2 separate regions of the Zea mays genome follow, and region 1 is linked to region 2. Evidence: chromatin contacts called from public Hi-C data. All regions are on one chromosome and are shown on one strand. Each heading gives the region's core, a stretch centred on a gene start, on an enhancer-like site or on the middle of the called end of the contact. The rest is flanking DNA. Distances are from core to core; before and after follow the strand shown.

Evidence for each region. A called contact is a pair of places that touch in the nucleus more often than the background predicts.
Region 1: a contact with region 2 is called in a Hi-C map of ear, with 2.8 times the contacts expected there. The contact joins the promoter of LOC103631852 here to the promoter of LOC100284528 in region 2. A contact is called at or near these places in 2 of 25 Hi-C or Micro-C datasets (ear and leaf).

Annotation. Positions count from the first base shown.
Region 1 is chr7:554,618-560,120 of Zm-B73-REFERENCE-NAM-5.0, forward strand. LOC103631852 (transcription factor EMB1444) reads left to right here and starts at 2,844. Exons shown (of 12, transcript XM_035960782.1): 1 at 2,844-3,796; 2 at 3,975-5,503. LOC103631853 reads right to left here and starts at 2,329. Exons shown (of 7, transcript XR_004851308.1): 1 at 1,548-2,329; 2 at 1-1,405.
Region 2 is chr7:410,754-415,458 of Zm-B73-REFERENCE-NAM-5.0, forward strand. It overlaps LOC100284528 (lachrymatory-factor synthase), which reads left to right and starts at 2,113. Exons shown (of 1, transcript NM_001157423.2): 1 at 2,113-2,760. The coding sequence starts at 2,221. The coding sequence ends at 2,712. LOC103631855 (probable proline transporter 2) reads right to left here. Exons shown (of 7, transcript XM_008653676.3): 2 at 4,533-4,686; 3 at 4,225-4,449; 4 at 4,023-4,117; 5 at 3,598-3,915; 6 at 3,311-3,526; 7 at 2,715-3,223. The coding sequence ends at 2,843.

The sequences.
Region 1 (5,503 bases), core at 1,594-4,093, 140 kb after region 2:
TCCTCCTGGCCCGAACCACAGCGGCGGCCGCCCCTTGGCGTCCGCGTGCTCCGTCGCCGGCCGCAGCGCGGCCACCGTGATCGCCAGTGCGGCGGCGAGCAGGGCGGGCGCGAGGCTGCGCCACCACTTGCATAGCGCGGATTTGCTCGACGGCTTGGGCGGTGTGGTCCTGGGAGCGTCGGAGTCGAAGGGAGGTGGGCGACATTCACTGTGGGACTCGCCTGGTTGACGGGAGATGGAGACGGGATCTACGTGGATTTGCTCGACGGGTTGCGCCAGCCATCGGGGCGCGTCCAAGGAGGATTTGGCGCAGGGGCGGGCGTTGCGGGCGCGGATGGAAAGGATTGCGCGCTGGCGATGGCAGGCAGCGGATTGCGCGTGGAGACCTTCCATCGGTGAGTAGGGGCGTGGCGGCAGATTTGGCGCAGGGGCGGCGGATTTGGCGCGGGCGCGGATGGAAAGGTCTGCGCGCTGGCGGATTGCACGTGGAGAATAGAGCGGCAGGCGGCGGACCTTCCATCGGCGAGCAGGGGCGTGGCGGTGGATTTGGCGCAGGGGCAGCGGATTTGGCGCGTGCGCGGATGGAAAGGTCTGCGCGCTGGCGGATTGCGCGGGCGGCGGATTGCGCGCGGCAGGCAGAACAGAGCGGCGGGCAGAACAGAGCGCGTGTGGACGCCTACAGTAACAACATATAGAGTAGGAGAGACCAAGTTGTTTACCAAGATTTAATTGAAACTAAATGCATGCTGAGATTGACTGCATGCTCGTATTTCTATCTCCAAAAGATAGAACAATAATAATACATTTAGTTCAAAATACAGCAAGACATTTAGTTCTAGTTTTAGCTCGTGGCCGTTTACAAGATGACTTATTTTACCTTATTTCCACTGACCCTCTTTTGCACAAATAAATCTAAATGATCTCAGTATTCCAATAGATTTTCTTTTGTTTGCATCTCTCATTCTAACCTCAAAACCGTGTTACCATATGTATTCCAAAACTTCCAAGCCTCTACCTCATCCTGAAACTTCATGCCAATTTCAGGCACCATAACAGGAAGTACGCCATGTCTAAAACATCAAGAGCAGGGTCTCAATTTTCCTTATGAGCGATAAAAAAATAGAAGAACAACAAACATGTGAGTTCTATCTTTGACATGCTGCCTCCAGGATCATCTCCTACCTCTCCATTCTTAACAAGAGGTGTATATTGTCTAAAAATAGATAACAAGCTAGCAGCTTAGCAGTTTGCACAATATTATTGTTCTTCATAAACTATCAAAAATCAGAAGAAGAATAAGTATGGGTGTTGTATTATTTACCTTTTGTCTTCTTGATAATTCTTGTTCGGATCTTCTTCCAATAGGGATGTCTGCACATCTATGGCTGCTCGTACACCACCAAGTCTGAGCGAAGATGCGTGGATCGGATTCCGCCGCCGCAGAGACCATGAGGTAGAGAGGGAGTTCCGTTTCAGTTCTTTGATTCTTTCGGAGGAAAAGGGAAAGGGTCCAGGAAAGCAAAAGGAGAGCGTGCGCAGGCACGCACCTGGGTTCTCGGCGTCGAGGACGGCGGCCATGACGCGGTCGGACGCGGCGTCCTGCGCGGGGCCCCAGTCCGTCCACGCGTCCTCGCCATAATGCAGGTCCGCGAACAGGGCCACTTTGAACACTCCTCCTGGCCAGAACCACAGCGGCGGCCGCCCCTTGGCGTCCGCGTGCTCCGTCGCCGGCCGCAGCGCGGCCACCGTGATCGCCAGTGCGGCGGCGAGCAGGGCGGGCGCGAGGCTGCGCCACCACTTGCACAACGCGGATTTGCTCGACGGCTTGGGCGGTGTGGTCCTGGGAGCGTCGGAGTCGAAGGGAGGTGGGCGACATTCACGGCGGGACTCGCCTGGTTGACGGGAGATGGAGACGGGATCTACGCGGATTTGCTCGACGGGTTGCGCCAGCCGTCGGGGCGCGTCCAAGGAGGATTTGGCGCAGGGGCGGGCGTTGCGGGCGCGGATGGAAAGGATTGCGCGCTGGCGATGGCAGGCGGCGGATTGCGCGTGGAGACCTTCCATCGGCGAGTAGTGGCGTGGCGGCAGATTTGGCGCAAGGGCGGCGGATTTGGCGCGGGCGCGGATGGAAAGGTCTGCGCGCTGGCGGATTGCGCGTGGAGAATAGAGCGGCAGGCGGCGGACCTTCCATCGGCGAGCAGGGCGTGGCGGTGGATTTGGCGCAGGGGCGGCGGTTTTGGCGCGGGCGCGGATGGAAAGGTCTGCGCGCTGGCGGATTGCGCGGGCGGCGGATTGCACGCGGCAGGCAGAACAGAGCGTGTGTGGACGTCTACAGTAACAACATATAGAGTAGGAGAGCTACTTTTCTTCGTTTTAGACATGGATCCTGATGGACACTATTGTAACATCGACATAGTTAATTAATCTCAGTAATTAATACCCTGTCTGTCTTGATTAGCCTGAGAGACCACAAACTTGCCACTTTTTTTTTGAAAGAATGTTAGGTGCTTTAATTGTGCCTTTCGTTCTCACACAGCAGCAGATCAGCAGAGAGCAAAAGGCAGCGTTCACCTATCGACCATCGTTTGGTGAGCTAACCATACCCATACTTGCCACTACACACTAGAGCTGAGATAGATGACACTAGCTAGGAGACAACTAGAGCATCTCTATCCAATCCTCAAGGAAAAAAGTGGCAAATATACAATTTCCTCAAAAGAGCCCAACAGGGCCCGAACAAATTTTCCAGGCCGGCCCATTAAAGTTGCAATGCCACGCAGCACAACTAGCCCAAATGGACCATGGATGTTTTGCAAAATAACCCTCCTTACTACCTGTATTCCGCATGGAGTCTATCGTGTCCTCCTCCCCGCCGCTAGCAGTAGCCGCTGATGTAGCCTCCATAGTCACACGCCGCCCTCACGCGGCACCCTCTTCAGAACTCGCCGCCTCCATGCTCCCTTCCGACCGCGCGCACGTCTCTTCCGTCCGTTTCGACGCCGTCCTAAAAGATCATATCAATAAGCTGATAAAGCTTTGATGTGCCTGAGCATCAGATCTGTTTATCTATTAGTTGAGTTCTTCAGATCATGGATGCTGTTGTACACTGTTATTTCAGAGCCTCATTGCTCAGAATATGGAGATTATCTGATCCTCATTGTATTAATATAAAGACCCATGTCATTTCCTATGTACGTTATGAAGGCCCATGTTAGTTCAACTTCATGCTACTTGGAAGGAACTACTCCCTGCATCCTGTAATGTAGTGTATTCTAGAGATTTTTGAGACTAATTAAGAGGAAATACAGACACATAAACTTAATTTCCTAATAAGATGTTACCATCAGTGTGATTAATGGAGTTTGGTTGATAAATTGCAAGTACCGATATAATACATACCAAATTTGTGCTATAATTCAATGCAAAACTGCCTCTTACCCCCCTAAAACTCCTTACATTTGGGTACACTTTTCGAATGCTTGAATGCACTAGATTACAGGACCGAGGGAGTAAATCATTATTATACTCTGTAGAGTATGTCATTTTACCTAGTAGTTTCTTTCATTATGAATGTCTGAGTAATGGCTATGTGGCTGTTGATGAAAGGTGCTTCATTGCTTGAATTCAATATTGGAAGGCTATCTTTATTCATAGTAGGTGCTTGTGGAACTGTTAGTATTTTTACCATTTTCTATGAATTTTGCTTGCAGATTTCATGTGAAGTAGCCTCATCCACATATATTGTCTTATTTGAATGAAGTTCCACTCAAAAAACAATACTGTTTCGTCAGTCAGGGTACATATTGGAACACTATTTCGTGTATATTCCAAGTTACTCTGTAAATTACAAAGCCGCGGCCAAAATCATTTATAAGTTTGTTGTAAGTTCTATAGGCATATAAACAATACTGAAATGTATTCGGTACTGGTTAATTGAATCTTCTCAAATGCTTTCTATGACCTGATAAATGCAGGCTGTTGTGCTTTTCTGACCGAGCTTGTGGCAAGATTCTGAACGACCTACTGTCTGTTGCTGCTGGTGCTTCCATATGTTCCTCTGACGTTCAGATATTGAGTAAAGGAGGATGACAGACACCCTCATTGTTAAGTTATTCCCTTAATTTTATGTGTACAACGGTACAAAAAAATCTAGATTAGGGGTCCGACGTCCCCCTAACATTATTATATTTAAGAAGATGGGCCCACCGAAACCTGCCAGGGCCAGACGTCACCCAAGGGATGCCACACAGCCTCATTGGTATTTTTCTACACGATATTTAGTTCTAGTAACATTTAGTTTGTGCCTATAATATTGCTGCACATGCATTATATTCTAGGCTAATTTGTATTTGCAAATAGAGGGATCAGTATGGGCTTTCAATCTACTTCTTTGTCAGTTTTTCCTGTTTGAGAAAGTATTCAAGACAAGTTCGAATTCTATATAGACAGGCAGATAATAGTTATGGAAAAGCTTTCGGTATTAGGTACAACTAGACTTGTTTTGGTATGGGTGTACCAACATATCATTTTTTTAGAGAGAGAGGTGGACCAAATGAATCAACTACAAGTAGGAATCAACATGATTAACATGTTTCAGACTGACAGGGAGAAGAAGTCTTTTAACTTTATTGACGTTTTCCAAGACCTGCCTGGCCAATTAAGCCTCTTAATAAGGCTGTGTCAATTGATCCCTATCAGCTTATGTAATGCCAGAAGAAAAGACAAGAGGCTCTCAAAGGAAGAGAGCACTATATTATATAGTCAACCAACCATCACAACTCACCTAACATATGTGTGCCTTTACCAATAAAAGTTGAGTAGGCAATGCAACATGGGTGTATTCAGAACAATACCTACTATATATGTATATGTACTACTTGTCTTGTGCATTAGTAGTATTCAGTGCTAGTGATGCAATTGATGTAGACTATTGGCCTTAACAAACAATTGTGATGGCAAACAAATATACAAGGAACCTGCAATATATTAATGTGTTGACTTGTTGCAAGATTGATTCAGAACCCAGCTAACTTTTTTTCTTGAAGTTTAACCAGCCAGCTCCAACTTTACAGATAATCAATTATATAGTTAACTCATTATTACCTGATTCACCTCTTTCCCAAGTGGCATAGGATCTGCAGGCGCCAACTGATTTCATAGAACCCCCCCCCCCCCCCCCCAAGGTTATGGAACAGGAGGCCTTGAAACACAGGTATACTGGTAGCTTGTCAATGATTACTTTGTTGAGACTTGTTAGCATTGCCAGTTATCAACTACCCATCAATCTTTGTTTTTCTGTATACTATACTGTTAATTTTCTGTAGAAGACGTCCTCTGCACTTGTGAGAATGGATGTCATCTTCAATTTAATAGAAAAGTCAAAGGTCTCAAGGCAGCTCATGCCCAGGCAGTGAGAAGGGACCAACAGGGACCCAATTGCCTTCCCGCTCAGCCAAGCTTTTATTGGCACCACTTCTAGGCTCTGATCTCTTGTATTCTCTGC
Region 2 (4,705 bases), core at 863-3,362:
CCCCAACCACCACAAAGTGGTCGTTGGAAGGCTGCAGTCGCATGGCGCACGGGACAGTCCGGTGCGCCACCGGACACTGTCTGGTGCGCCAGCCACGTCAGCAGACCGTTGGGGTTCGACCATTGGAGCTCTGTCTTGTGGGCCCGCCTGGCTGTCCGGTGGTGCACCGGACAGGCCCTGTAGGCTGTCCGGTGTGCCACCCGCGCGTGCTCTGCTCCTCTGCACGCGCAGACGCGCATTTAATGCGTTGTAGTCGACCGTTGCGCGCGAAGTAGCTGTTGCTCCGCTGTCACACCGGACAGTCCGGTGAATTTTAGCGGAGCGGATTCCCGAAGCTGACGAGTTCAGAGTCGCTCTTTCTTGGGGCACCGGACAGTCCGATGAATTATAGTGGAGCGCCTCTGAGAATTCCCGAAGATGAGGAGTTCAGCTTGAAGTCCCCTGGTGCACCGGACACTGTCCGGTGGTACACCGGACACTGTCTGGTGGCACACTAGACAGTCCGATGCGCCAGACCAGGGCACACTTCGGTTGTCCCTTGCTCTCTTTGTTTGAACCCTTTTCTTGGTCTTTTTATTGGCTTATTGTGAACCTTTGGCACCTGTAGAACTTATAGACTAGAGCAAACTAGTTAGTCTAATTATTTGTGTTGGGCAATTCAATCACCAAAATCAATTAGGAAATAGGTGTAAGCCTAATTCTCTTTCACATTCATCATCAATGATTGGACTTTCTTGACGAAGCTCTCTCTGTTGAGGCCTTCGTCCTTGGTCATCTTGCGTGATATAACACATTTCTTCATCAATGATTGGACTTTCTTGACGAAGCTCTCTCTGAAGCTAGCCAAAGCATCTTCTCTCTCTTTCTCTGCACTTGTTGGTGTATGGCTTCCAAGTCTCTGATTTCTTGGTCTAGCTCCTCCTGCGGTGTTGGGCTGGTAGCCTTCCTTTTCTGGCTTCGGGCTTCTCTCAGAGAGAGTCTCTTGGTTGGTGTCCAGTGGCTGAAGGGCAGCCCCTGGCGCTATTGCTTTATTCGGTGGCATGATGAAGGTGAATGCTTGTCGAAGGTGGTCGTTCGAGTTCACCGGAGGTGGGCGCCAATGTTGGTCACTTGTTCTCAAATGTTGTGAATCAAAAACAAGGCAACACAATTGTTAAAAGTCAAGGACCTTCATCCTTGGGAGCATTATATCCTCTTGGGTATAATGATCTTCAGACGAAGGTCATGAAGGACATGCCTTCACCATCCATAATAATACAAGTACATATAATCCATCAGTTCATTCACATATGTATTTTATGATGTACATATGAAAATTAACAAAATTTATATTACATTAATACCTTCGGCTTGTTTGAAGGTAATGATGCGAGAGCGATTACGATCCAGCTTGAACAGTACGGTGTTACTGTTCACCTATTTATAGACATGAGACACAGCCTGGGTAAAAATACATTTATGACTTTAACATTTGTTCATAACTGTAATATAAATCATTAGGGACTAGCTAGTCTTTTCCTCTTCAGCTCAGCATCATGTTTGGTCTTCGTCATTATTTTAAGTCGAAGCTGTTATTCTTCGGCTATAGCTTCGGCATTCATTCGGGCTATATGTTCGTCTTGAAGACCTTTTACAGAGGTAAAGACTTCCGTCATGAATCGAAGCTCCCTGTAATAATCAATTGATTATACTAGAAATAAATGGTTAGTCATGTTTTTTAGGACCTTCGAAGAGGAAGGCTCCCAACAGACGACTATGACGACGGGGGTCATGAGTTGCGCTTTGCGTTTCTCGGCACACCCCTTTTTCGCCGTGGGACGTCGCAGCCTTTTGGCGATGGTGATTCGACGTCGAAGGACGGCGTCGGTGGCAGCAATCTCGTCGATTTGGCTCTCCACGCCGCGCCGCCGCCTCCGCACCAAGGATGGAAGTCGCCGGGGAACGGGGAACTATGCGCGGAGACTTTACCGCGGGGGAGCCTAAGCCCTCGCCCGGATAGTGGACGCTCGGAAGTTTCCACATCTAGCGTGTGTGTCGTCCACATCTTTTTTTAAGGTGATTATCACCTATATAAAATATTGGTAGGCAGGTGGATTTTAAAATCTGGTTCTTATGTTTGTCCTTATTTTTAGGTGAGCTTTGGTTTTGCAGCCATGTAGCTTGACTTTCCAGCGACCCCCTTGCTATATCCGCTGGCCCCGGAGCTGACGGTTCTTGGCCATGGATGGGCACGGACAGTCAGATGAAGCGGCGTCCAAGGCGTGGCGCGGCGCAGCGAGCGGCGTGGTGAGCGCGCCCGTGGCCCGCGTGTGGGAGCTGGTGTCCTCCACGTCTCGGCTGCGCGAGTGGATGCCCATGGTGGAGTCGTGCACCGCGGTGGCCGGTGACGAGGACGTGCCGGGCTACGTGCGCCTCGTGCGCGGCGGCCTCATGTTCCCCCAGCAGCAGCAGGGGTCGTCGTGGGTGAGGGAGAGGCTGGTGGCCATGGACCACACCGCCCGCTCCTACACCTACCTCATGGAGGACGGCAACGTCGGCCTCGCCGGCTCCCGCAACACCATCAGCCTCCTGGACTACGGCGGAGGCGCAACGCTGGTGGTGTGGAGCTTCGAGATGGAGCCGGTGGACGACGCCAACCAGGATGCCCTGCTCGACTACCTCCGCATCCTCTACAAGTCGTGCATCGACACCATACCTCCTTGTCTGCTCTGACCTGATATTAAATCATCTATTCAATATATATATGCGTCATCCTTACATACATGGATAATAATTCTCTGAAAATGAAAAAATACTAGCTCTGGCTCAGCATTCCAACAAAAAGAAAAGAAAACGATCGATCTCAAAGATCAGCGAAGAAGTGGTAGGTGCTGGAATCACGCATGATGAGCCTTATTGCGGAGACCGCCGCTGCAACAGCCAGCGCAGTGAACCCAAGAACATTGAGCCAGTGCCATGATTTCTGGATGGCACCCAGCTTAGGCCCCTTCACCATCAGGTACATGTGATTTGCGAGCACAAACGTCAGCGGGAAGGTGCTGAGGGCGCCCGTCAGGCTCATGAAGTCGCCGAGGAATGGGAGCACCGCGGCCACCAGCGTGTTCACCGTCAGGTAGCCTCCTCTGACTGCTACTCTGAACGCCACGTTGTGGATCTCAAAAGGGCCACCACGCCCACTTCCATATTTTGTGTCCAGGAATTCATACATGGGGCTAGCAAAGATCTGCGAGTTAGGATGGATAATATATGAATTTTTTTTCATGTTTGAAAGAAGAAGTAAACAAAGATGGTGGCGTCTGTCTTGTCTTACGTGCAGCGCTATGACTGTCTGAAAAAATGCCGACAGATTTGCAACCGCTTTCACCCAGACTGGGCCTGTGACACTGTTGAGGAGGTAGCCTGATGTTGAGGACCCATAAGCCCAGTAACCCACAAAAACTACAGCATAGAGAGGCAAGGAGCCAATGGTGAACTGGAACCATAGAGCTTTCTCCATGTTCTTCACCACAGGAGGCCTGATGGTTGCCTGTAATAATATATCACAAATAGTAAGGCAACAATAACAGAAAATGTTATCCAGAAAAAGAAAATGCTCACCTGAATTTCTGGCAGCATGCCGGTGTTGTAAGCAAACACAAGGTCTGCTATGGAACCTATCGTAGTGAAGACTCGAGTTGACTGCGATGATTTGGGGATGCTGTAATCCCTTGCAGGTGCGGTTATCCCATCTCTCGACGACAGCACAACTGCTATCACAATATACATGAGGCTGAAAAGCGTGGAGAACCCCAACCAAATCCTGAGGGCAGATAAATAAGGGATTCCAATGGCGAAAAGAGCACAGACGAATCCTGATATCGCAATGCAGTAAGGGAGTTTCAGAACTCCATCATCACTGAACAGTCCATACGTGGCCTGCAAGTGGAAATAACAGTATATGATATTATATGGCAAAGAGAGAGAGAGAGGAATGAAAATAAATGGTATGAGTCGTCTTCATACGGTACGGTACCCCTCCCTACCTTGAGAGCTTGTCCAGCTAAGATGATAAAGCCAGTGTTGATCATGAAAAGGTTAATGTACTGCAGAGCCCATGTAAGCCCGTAAATTTTCGGTCCTGAAGTAAAATGAAATCAAATAAAAAGAAGAAGAAGAAGAAACTAGTGAGACTATTCTATATAATATAGGTAGGGAGTGCAAGTGCAGAGCTTATTACTGACTGACCATATATGTGTCCAGCAAGGTCTCTGTATCTGATATGGCGTTTGCCACCGACTTCATGAAGCCGTGCAAGAAGAGCATTAGCGTACATGGATATGGCGGCAGCTAGGAGGAGGCCGCATGTGCCGCCGATCCAGCCTAGAGGGACCATGATTGATCCAGAGTATCCTAGAACGTATGCGCTGTTGACCCCGGTTGTGAGGACGAAGCCAACTTGATACCAAGGATCTGAAAATTTATGTTTATGTAGCAGAAGATGGAAAGAAGGAATAAGCCAGGAGTGCGCATATCAAGAGGAAAGAGGAACGTACCAACGCTAATCTGGTGGGCCGTATCGTCGGAGATTTCCGGCTTGTCGTCGGCGGCGGCGTCCATGATCTTGACGGGCAGGAGGAGCGGCGCCCTGTTGTCGTAGGATTGCAGGCGCGGGGGCAGGTCTTGCCAAGACGACGAAGCGGAGGCGGCCTATAAAAAGGGCAGGAGG